Regions from separate parts of the Anser cygnoides genome. Here region 1 is linked to region 2. Evidence: chromatin contacts called from public Hi-C data. All regions are on one chromosome and are shown on one strand. Each heading gives the region's core, a stretch centred on a gene start, on an enhancer-like site or on the middle of the called end of the contact. The rest is flanking DNA. Distances are from core to core; before and after follow the strand shown.

The links. A called contact is a pair of places that touch in the nucleus more often than the background predicts.
Region 1: a Hi-C map of liver shows a contact between it and region 2, with 3 times the contacts expected there. The contact joins the enhancer-like site here to the promoter of TMEM164 in region 2. A contact is called at or near these places in 3 of 7 Hi-C or Micro-C datasets (granulosa cells and liver).

The regions. Positions count from the first base shown.
Region 1 is chr13:3,623,190-3,628,893 of Taihu_goose_T2T_genome, reverse strand. The region is part of intron 1 of AMMECR1 (AMMECR nuclear protein 1); the gene reads left to right. Among named protein-coding and RNA genes, the nearest start is that of AMMECR1, 18 kb to the left of the region's middle. Within about 2 kb of position 1,738, at least 1 of the 3 cell types and tissues checked has open chromatin away from gene starts, as enhancers often do. A contact at or near this core is called in liver, where this site is marked.
Region 2 is chr13:3,483,607-3,489,359 of Taihu_goose_T2T_genome, reverse strand. TMEM164 (transmembrane protein 164) reads right to left here and starts at 1,387. Exons shown (of 7, transcript XM_048070640.2): 1 at 1,201-1,387; 2 at 472-992. The coding sequence starts at 936.

The DNA of each region.
Region 1 (5,704 bases), core at 489-2,988, 140 kb before region 2:
ACTATCAAGATGACATGTACGATTTGGCAGGCAAGAATCCTGCATCTCTTTAGTGTCCATGGCTCTTAAAACACCCTTCATTTAAACTATTTCTGATCCCTTTTCTGTTTATGCCCTTGGTAGAGGTAGTTCAAAGAAAGCACTTGCCTTATCCCCTTCTTTTCGGCAAGTTCTCTGTGTTGTCCTCTGAACTCTTGTTCTCAGCATCTCTTACTTCCCTCTCTGCCTGGCAGACAAGGTAAACTTTAGGGACCCTTGTGCTCTTAGAGTCACCACAGGGCAAGGGTTACAATTCGTACAAGAGCTGTCTCTTCCCAGGCTGTCAGCAATATGCTAATATGGCGGCCTGGCAAGTATTTGAGAACATCACTTCTAGCAAAATAACTGTCCTGAGTAGTATTTGTCATATACACAGCTGCCTATCCCACAAAAAAAAAAAAAAAAAAAAAAAAAAGAAAAGAAAAAAGAGCCCTGCAAAATTCAAGTCTAATAAATTTTCAAACAAGATGCCCATAGGAACTTAGGACATGAGTACATGTCAGTAGCCATGTGCACTGAAATCCTCTTCATACGCATACCCAGCATAATGCTTTCATGCACCATATATCTAATCCGTAGCCTCTGCTTCGGAAGTAAGAACCCACTATAAATTTCAGAATTAATTCAAACATTAAACAGAATATAGGTCTTCATTACTTTGGTTAACGAGCAGTTAAAGAATGTGGCAAATGACCAAATCATCAGCCTGCCATTCAGTTTCAGCTATATGCTGTGCTACCATTTCATTTCAGGTTTTTCAAAGCCCTGCAGCTGAACTACAGCCGGGTATTTAATGCAGAATTATATCTTTTGGGGGAATGTGTTATTTTTAAATGCTTAATAATTATGAATTCATTTGCCATTCTTTTTATAAGCAGGAGATCATAATGAACTCATCTGTTATTCATGTGAATGTCAAATGCGTTCCCACAGGAGTTTTATTCTAATTCACTATTAGTTAGTGGACTCATAAAATAAAACGCTATCCATTTTCCACTCTGAATATCTAACACTTGGTAATTGTTCATCAAAGGGCAAATGCAATATTTTTCTTTGATAACTTTCAGTTCTGATTTAACCAGGTAAAAAAATGGGTTTAAAGTAAACGTACCTTTAGAAGCAGTTAAAAGTACATTTGGTACACTGTGAATCTGTCATTTTAGATGCAGCGCGTGAGATCACGAGCTAGTATTTAAAAATGTAGATGTATTGTACTATAAGCATACACTCTTGAACTATAGGCATTTAACATAAAAAGACAAGCTACATAATAAATCACACTCTACCCCAATATATAATGCCTAATGATAGCTCAATGAAAGGCACACTTTCAGTATTCATGAGATGATCACAATTTTCATGCATCTGTTCTATTGTAGTTAAAAGGTGTAAAAGTGGAATAGTGTAAAGGTGGAATACTTACAGGTCACTGTGGGATTTGAATGTGATGACACTGGGCAGTGGGACTTTGACCTGTGAAAACAAACACAAACTTAGCAATAGAAAAACAGAGAGAAATCAGACTTTGATTATTTTTCAGAGTTAAATAGGTGTTTTTTTAAAGATTTTTTTTTCTAAGCCCCTAATTTAAAGTGAATGTTAGCTGTACAGATCTAGCCCATGAAGTAATACCCCTGAAATATTTCAGCAACTGTTCCTTAGATCACTTCCTACGCTAGACTTCCCCTCATTTTATTGCAGTATGTCACAATGACTCTTCCAATACTGAAATGCGATATAGAAATGTTAACCAAAATGAGTAAACTATTAGAAAGATGTATTTCAAACAGGATAGCAACAGCTATAGAAGCCCAGTTTTAACTGGAACACTAGACAAGTATATTTCAATGTTGACATTAAAATCAAAATTCACAGGCAGATGAGTGCTTTTTTTTCAGTTGAAGTAACATAAGGATAGGTTTGTAGTGTTAATGACTGTCTCAATCACTTCTTCTGCATGGAAATGGTCATTTCCTCAAATCAAATGCTCAGTGCTTATATAAAAATGTTACCTCTGTGCAATCTCTGGCAGTCAGTAGGTGATTAGAATTTGAAGCATAAAGAAACTACTGAGAACAGGCATGCAAACCAAGTTTGGTGTGTTTGTACGTGGGTATCCATATAGATACCGTTTTCCTTGAGTCCAGAGTATAGCTCAAGAGACCTGGGAACAGACAGGTCAACAGAACATCAATTTACAGCAAGAACCTACAGGTTTAAAAGGCCTGGTGTGGAACTCATTGTTCTGTAACAATAAAATTCTATTGACTTCATTGGACTAATTTGATTTGTACATATCTGAAAGGAGAACTGACATTTGCAATAGAAAGTACATCAGAAAACGTTACGATGGAGAACATGAATGCTACAGAAAGGAAGCAACAAAATTATGAATAAGGCTGCAGTTCTGTGAGAGACTGGGTGCTACCAATTCTCGGATTAAACTTTATTCAGAAGCTTGAGGCTTACTAGTCTCCTCCAAAGCCTTAAGGAAGTAATGAAGAATTAATAGCTGGATGCAGTGCATGTGAGTTGTTTGGCTTTTGCTACTGCACCAAAAAAAAAAAAATCTGCAGGACTGAATACTTGAAAGCAGACAGGGGTGAGGGTGAGAGGTGACTCCCGAGGCACCAGAAGAATCAGCTTTATGGGGCTGCACTGACCAATTGCCAATGATGAAAGTGATGACTGCAACGAGAAAGGTTTTGCCAGAGCCTCACTGGCTTTTTGCCACAAGAGTTAACATCTGCTGCTAATTAGTGTTCTATATGGATATCTAGGCTCTTTTAAGACGATGAATTTAGCGCTTTCTAGCAGTTAGAGGTTTATAGCACCAAAGTACCATCGCCTTTATGACAAACACTGGCATTTGTCAGTTTGAACCGTACTGGGAACATTTTTTTCTTTGCACAGAAAAAGATAAATGCACCAGAATGACAAAAAATGGTGATTTTATAAAACCAGTCACAGAAAGGAGGACTGACGTGACATTCAAGTTGACATGTACAGATCGGAAGCACTGGAAGGCAGGAGGTTAAGTAATTTAGGCATTGAATATAAAGGATGGTAATACATCTAGAGAAATAGGAAAAAATGACATTCAATAAATAGTACGTTACAATAATACTGTAGAAGGAAACACTTATGACTGACGTGCATATTTTTCTAAAATGCAATAGTCTACTGCAGCTAATGAACATTCTCTTAAAACAATAGCTAAAAGATTTTGTGAGGCATGACTAGAATTGTCTGATATAAAGTGACTAGTGAAGCCCCATCTGGGACAGTGGAAGCAGTTCTTGACCATCTTAAGATCAAAAAGTTCCTTTATTGAAGTGAGAATAGTAAAGGGCAAGCAGAAAGATTCACTGACTTTTGGTATTTACAAAGATTAAAGAAAAAAGTTCTTTAGTCTTTGGAGAACAGCATATCTCACTTCTCCGAAAGGAACAGAGAGCTGGCAGCTTCAATGCTATCTCAGCAGTCTAGAATACCAGAGCAAGGGAGCATGAACCTAAGTTAAGAACTGGCCATTAGAGGAATGTAGGTGAAATTCCTTCACACCAGAAGCTAGATAATACATGCAAAAAGATAGCAAAAGCAGCTGTCAGAGTAAATTAAAACACTTCACAAGAAAATTAAGTAACATCTGAAAAGGAAGCTCAAGTAGTCTTAAATCAAAAGGGAGACCAAATTTAATGCTTGTTAGCTTCCTTACACGGGAGCAATTTCTGTCATCTGAATCAACTAACACTGTTAACAAATAATTAACGTTGCTAACATTCCCCTCTTTTCTGAAATTTCTGCTCCTTGCATTAACTAAACTTTTATGTAAGTTTCATTTCAGTGTTTTTAGATGAGATGTGAAATCAACTACCGACCACCTGGGGTGGTTAGAGGTCTAGTACAACTCTTAGAAATGAATGGAAATGTAACTGTGGTGTTCTGATCAGATATAATTCTCAGCAATTACATTCTATCCTCCTAAACTATTCATTTGGAAATGAATGATAACTTGCTTTCCTTATACACCTCAACTGTTGTGTCTGATTAGATTGTGGTGAGGTTTCAATAGGGGTGGCTGTATGACTGCATTGGATAAACAGATACCTACGGATTGTTCTAAATTTACTAATTTTAAACTTTTAAAACAAGCACTTTGCACTCTTCATAAAAGCGAAATGCTGTTAATACATATGCTTGCTCTACAGCAGTGGAAAACATTTTGTGAAGGAGACTAACTACAAACAGCCATGTCAAAAAATATGTCCTAAGGCTTATTATTAATGTATCAGCTAGCATAAATCACTGAAGCTCCACTGACCTCAACGGAACCATGGTGAATTTCCAGTGAGAATACAGCTATGTAAGCTACATATTCTTTTATCACTGTACAATGGAAAAATACATTCAAAGAGGATAGGACATTGCATTGACGTAGTATTTGAGGAAGAACGCAGCTTCACAAAATTAAGTGAAAAGAATTCCATGGAAAAGCTACTACCAGTCTCACCTTATTGCAAGTGCTTTGATATTTAGGTTTTTAATTAAATAACTTTCTTGACTCCATTGACACTTTTAACATTTAACGTTTCTGTCTCTAGTTAGAGGACTGTCCAATCCTAGATATATAGAGAAATCACACTTGGAAATTTTTTTGCAAGTCCATGCCCAGTTTTGTAGTGTAAGCTCCATGCACAGATGGTTTAACAGGACCAAACCCTAAATTTGCGTAAGAGTGCAAAATGCTTGTAAAACAATGTTAATTTTAAAATAACAGACTAGATTCACAGGGTGGTGATATTGTAACATAGCTCAAAATATGAAACAGGGCCAGGATTCCAGTAACACAACATGTGAAGACCTTTTGTCTGCTGGCTGGTATCACATCCTGAAATGAATTTCTGTACAAGATTTTTTAGGAGAGACTTCAATAGGGGCTTAATATATGGAACAATAGCAGGATATGGCCTCTAACTGGTAAGAACAATTACTGTTCTCAGGCATGTGCAAGTTAACTTTATTGGATTTTGTGCACACTTTCTGGCCTAGATTCAGAGCTGCATCTAATTTCTCATGGGCACAGCTGAGACAGTGAGCCTACTGAAGAACAGCGACTATTCTGTCTGAGCAGAATATACCGAGGAAAACTCATATGAGCCTCAAGAGTGTGATAGACCAGTTTGGGAATAATGTGAGAAAGCCAACCAGGCAAAACCACTTTCTTCCTAGCTACACTCATAATGCCTCGGAGGCTGCAGTGCAAGGGGAGAGTTGTCTAGACGGTCTCCACAATGGGTGGGAACTCCCCAGACCAAAGGAATTCTCAGAATGTAAATCTTCCAGTTTTATGGCAGACCCATCCAAAAAAAGATCATTATGATGGGAAGCTACAAAGATAGAATTTAACCTCTGAATTTTGGGGAATGTAAGTACAGACTCTTCTCTAGAATAATATCCTCCACAATAAAACTAACAACTTCACAGAGATTCTGACTATGTACGTCGCGCACTTTTTGGGAGTTAATTTTTACAGAATAAACTGTGATATAATGTTTCCCTTAGTTCTAAGAAAGTGGAAAATGATATATTTGGAAAAGAGGGCTTTCTTTCCATTTCCCTTTCTTTCATTCCCTAGCTCTGAGTTTTCTACAATCTTAAGTAT
Region 2 (5,753 bases), core at 138-2,637:
AAGGCAAACCAAAATTACCAGCACAAAATAAAAAGCACTTTGCTTCTTTAACAACTTCACAAAATACATTCACACCCCTGCATGTCACTTGCTTGAAGAAGCTGTTTGTGAATTACATGGGCCCTTTTGCAATAATCTTGTTTTTACTACATTTGGTGCTAGTTTTCCCACTGCAGTTAGTGGAAAAAGCTTTTTCTATTCTTGAAACAAGGGCGAGGTGAAGATGAGAAAGCCTTTTCAACCACAGAAGTAGGCATTAGTACTAGCTACAATTTCACCTTTTTGTTTGACTTTGTTTTTTCCACAGATTTTAGTTCAGCCAATTAAATGCAAAGTTCTAAAGCGTTTACACCAATTATTGTCATTTGTACCTTTGCTCCACACTTTTGGTCCACAAACTGACTGGAAAAAACTCTGCTTTGTGAGTACAAAACCGAAGCAGACTTCCTGGTGACCGTGCACAAGCCTTACCTGCATCACGGTGACCACATGGCAGGGATTCAGCAGGTAAATGACGGTCCTGGTGGCAAACTTGAAGCCCACCTCCAGCCCGAAGATGAGACAGAGGGCCACCAGCAGCAGATTCTTGCCCAAGCTCTCCTGTTTCGCCTGGGGCTGCTGCAGCAGCTGAGCCTCCAGCTCCTTGCAGTGCAGCTGCCTGAGCTTCCACAGGGACAGCAGGATCTCCGCGACACCCATGCTGAGGAAGACGAGGCTCTCCAGAAAGCGCTGCTGCCCTGAGAGGAAGGCCGCGCACTCCGGCCCTCCGTTGCCAGCAAAGCTGGGGTCCACGCCCCCGTACATCCAGTCCAGGAGGTTGTGCAGGCTGTACCGGGACATGGTGGGCCGGCGCCCGCTCTCCTCCCCGTCACTGCCCGGGTGCAGGTAGGAGCAAGTCGGAATCAAAGCCGAAATGCTGTCGGGCTGACGGAACATGAAACGCGAGGACGTCCCGCCTTCCTTTTCAAGCCTTTCCTTTCTCCGCCGGCAGCCTGCAAAGGGAGGTGGCACTCACAGGAGGCGGCGAAATCCGGGGGGGCCGCGGGCCCCCGGCTCTCCTCAGGCCGCCGCCCGGTGCCCGCCGCCCCCCCGCCCGCTCGCCTCACGCGCCGCAGCCCCAACGGCCGCCACCCGCGGCCCTTCCCGCCCAGCGGCGCCCGGCGCCCTGAGGGGGCGGCCCGGTGCCTCAGAGCCCGGTACCTCAGAGCCCGGCGCTTCAGAGCCCGGCGGCGGCTCCGTTACCCAGCTCGGCCCGCAAGAGGCGGGCCCAGCTCCCCTGTTCCGCGGGGCCGGGAAGGAGGAAGCGCTCCTCTCAGCGGCGGCGGGGCATGCCTGCCTGCCGCCGCCCTCCGCAGCGCCGCAGCATCCCCTCCCTCCCCGCCCCACACACACACAACGTGCCCGAGGCGCCCCGAAAAATGGACGAGCCGCACGGGTGGCTCCTCTGCTCCTCCTCCTCAGCCCGCTCGGCCCCGCCGCCAGCCCTCGCTGCTGCTGTGTTTTGTGGGCCGGGGGGCTGTGGAAGGACCGCTTGCCGAGGCTGTTCTGAGGGCTGCTACGCTGCTCCGCCACCCCACCACACGTTTTGAAGCAGTTCCAAATAAATACGTGCTTGTGGACTCCTGAATTTCTGCACTAGCTGCGATTTGTCTGGCGTGTAGGCAAATGTTCCACGTTCTTGCCAAAATTTCATTATTGGAACATGGTGATGTGAAAGTGAAATTCGCAAGTGAAGGAAGTGGTGTTTGAGAGCAGGAAAACCCATTAGCGCTGCTCTGTTAGAGATGCATTTTCTCCATTCCCTATCTCAGTAATCCTGGTTTCCTGCTGCTCCCCACACGACTACCTCCCCCAGACCCCTCCTTGTGCCTCCAGGACCCCTTGTTATGCCTCCAAGACCCCTCATTCTGCCTCCAAGACCCCTCCTAATGCCTCCCAGTGCCAACCAGCACCAGAGGCCCCAGAAGCCCAAAGGAATGCCCCAACAATGCCCTGCAGCCCACGGTGCCTTCCTGTTTGCAGGCACTCTCTAGCTTTTCCATCAGCGCATACGCTGAGGGCAAGAGCATCTTCTGTCCCTGTGTGTTTTGAGAGCTGCTGGCAGCTCAAGACTACCACACCAGCTCAGACCAGTTTGAAACTAAAAGCTTGCCTATGGACCTGTCACCACCAGCCCATCAAAACAGATTTATGCTGTGCTCGTGTTCTCATATTTTTTCGCTTAGTCACCTATCTAAGTCTCTTGCACGCGCCCAGTTATGAGGAAAAGGACTGGTAGTGTGACTCCATAAGATTCATTTCCTGGTGAACAGAATCTAATAACACCTGACAATGTATTGCTATTCTAATTACAGGCCTTCTTCACTTTACAAAAAAGGAGTTCAGGAAATGAGAAATCCCAGAAACAGACCACAAGCACTGCAAGGTGACAGACAGAATGAAACTCAGAGGCAAGTTACAAAGCTGTCTGCAATTGTAGCAGCAGTGGTTGTCCTATGGCACAGGGCTGGGGAGACGGACCTGTGCCAGGTTGCTCATGAGCAGACAATCCAACTGGTAGACTCCAGGAGAGAAAATACTCTGTGCTTACCTTTACAAGCAGTATTCCTGTATTTTACAAACAGGGGAAGAAAAAAATGCCAAACTAGTGATGTTAGTGCTGAGCTGCTTCTGTGGGTATCCTACAATTGTTGAACAGAAACTGTAATAAAGGTTGCGATATATTTTGGGGAAAGAACATAAGTATGTATCTAATACATAATACTTTCTCTATGTGTTTATATTATGTGTACTCTATTAAAGACATAAAATAATGAAAGAAAGCAAATTATAATCATAGTAAATAAGAACTAGATGAAACATATGCAAGTGTTCTGGACTGATCCATTCAGTTATTGATTTCCCAGTTCATTTACCATAATTTAGATGAGGTCAGTAGTATCACTGTGTTAAAATCCTAGAAAAAGCTCTTACAGAATAGCTTAGATCTTAATCTTAGCTTTGAGTTAATGAGGAACCTATTAGAACAAGAAAGTGAAACTGCAAGGGACTAGTATAGCCTCTTTCAAAATTGAATAGGTGAAAATTTAACAGCAGGGCCAAAATAACAGGTTTTACAACAAGCATAAGGCTAATTTTTTATAAAATCTTTGCAAGATGAGTTTGTCCCTGTATGGATTACTTCTACCTGAATATGCTGAAACATTAGTTTTGTTTTCAGTTAATATATGTAGTCAGCAAGGCACTTGCAAAATATTACCTGGAGAACTGTATTAAAAGGTCTATACAAAACTGGCAGGATAGCAAGCAATGGTTCATTGTTGAAAGGAAAGACACATTGGTGGGTTCCCAGCATGTGTCCTCAGTCAGGTTCTGCTTGGTATTTTTATTAACAATGCAGGTAAAGGAATAGAGAACATACTCATCAATTTTGCAGGTGACTCAAAGCTGAGGGGAAGAGAAATCAATTTCAAAATATTCTTGATAACTCAGAAACATTTTTTTAAAACAACAACAAAGAAATCCAGTAAGAATGAGATGCATCATAGTTCAGTAATAATATTCATATAAGCCAGCTGCTGTGAACCACTGCCTTTCCCTTCCCCATGCTACTCATTTTCCCTCTCATTCTCTTATGCTAGCATAATCTCTTCTGGGGTGATGTGGTTGACTGTATGAGGAAACTGGTTAACATTACAACTCTAATCCAGAAACAGCTGGAACCTGGAGCACCTCCCTTCTCCATTTTATCCTACTTTGGGTTATGGTGATGGGTGAGGTGACCTGTTTTCCTGTGATTATCCACTTACTAAAAAGGAGCACAGTTCATAGAATCATAGAATATCCTGAGTTGGAAGGGACCCTTAAGGATCATCAAGTCCAACTCTTGATACCGCACAGGTCTACCCAAAAGTTCAGACCATGTGACTAAGTGCACAGTCCAATCTCTTCTTGGTGTAAAAAGGATATCTTGGTATGACTGATACTTTTTAGCAACAGCACATGAATTGTTAATTCATGGTTGGATTGTGATCCACTACAAATCCAAGAGATTTGGGTTCTCAGTTCCTGATCTGCTGGGTGGCTTACACATAGCTCTCTGTGTTCTCTTCATTCTCTCTGTTTTGGTTTCAGCTTCTTTCAAAAGCACTCCAAATTCTGTAAGAATTGAGTAGTATTGACAAAGCACTGAGCCGTTGCTCTTTTCTGTTTGTTAACCATTTCTTCTCTTCCTTTCACTAAGTAATTTATGCTCTCTCTAAGATCCATTGTAAACATATATATCTCATGTGTCAATAGAAATGGTTCTCTAAAAGCAATAAATTCCTGTGACTAAACTGTTTGCACAAGAGCCTGAGGCTTGTTCTTGTATCTAATGTTTGATTTGTTTTTCTGTCCATGACTTCTTAAAATTATCAAAACGGTGAAATCTAATGTCAATCCATGAAGGAATGCCAGGGCCTCGGGTATACCCAGGGTATACTCCTTAACCACCTGGAGTAGCCTTGTGTAGGGACTCTGCACACACATCATCTGCCCAGGAGTTTCGTTTTAGCTCTGGCCTGGTCCCAGGCACTTTATTCCTGTTTCATGAAAGAAACCTGAAGAATAAATCAATTATGTCTTGTTAAAGTTCATATAATAAGTCTGTGGTAGTCGGGACTGCACCAAAAAACTTCTGATTTACCCTCTTCCATTTACTCTTTTCTTCTCCCACATTCATTAGGCATTTCTTGGCCAGCCATGAGTAATGCAGTCTTGCAAGGCTGACTGTACACAGGAGAGAAAGCTTTGCTTTGTTCCCTCAGCTTGTAAATTAGCATTAATGTTGTTTTATGTGCTTGATCTGGATAGTAAGAAGTGTGTCATGTGAATTCCTGCTCTTACAGACACAGGTACCTAAGATAGGAAGTAAAGAGGCCATGCGAGTGGAAGGGAAAAACAGGAATGGGGACAAGTTTTGCAGAGTTGCGAGGTGCCAGTTAAAGTACTGCAGTTTATTTACATGGATTTTGAATAAAAGAATGTGAACCTTATGTACAGGACCTTTGATCTGATGATCTTTGGAGATGCAAGTGGAGTCTGAGTCTGTTACAGACAAATTTATCCTTCTCATACGCTTATCATGGAAGGTGGGTTGAGATTCCTTGTTAGCCCGTCATTTCTTGTCTGAAGAACAGTACTTGGCACAGTACTGCAGTCTGAAGTATGCCTTGAGTGCTCAGAATGAGACTGGGAATAGCCACAGTGCAGCGGTTGCAGACTTGGGGCATGAATATATTCAAGTCATGTCCACAGAAAGCAACCACATTTCTGCTGCTTAGACTTGCAAACCAGAAGGCTTGTTTCCATACAAAATGGAAACCAGAGTCTCTTGGCTCTCCAGAATGGGTTTTCTAACATTTTCCTTTTCCTTCTCCTTCTCCTGTTCCTTGTTTCTCCTTACTAAAAGTCTAGTTTCATAGAGACACTACCATTCGTTATTCTGAATTCCTTCTGTTTATTCAGTTGCTCACATATATTTTTTATGAATTTAAAGAGAGGCTTGTTGTAGTGTAATTGCTGATTTCCTCTCAAGGAATGTTCTTGTGAGAAAGATGAAAGGCTGTAGCACTTACCATATCTCTCCCTGTCAGCTAATTTAGCTAGAACATATGCTAGACAATACTGAAAAACAGTAAATGTCAACCTGAAACATTCAAAATAGAAGCTTGAAAAGCATACCACATCTTCCATAAAAAGCTGCAGTATTA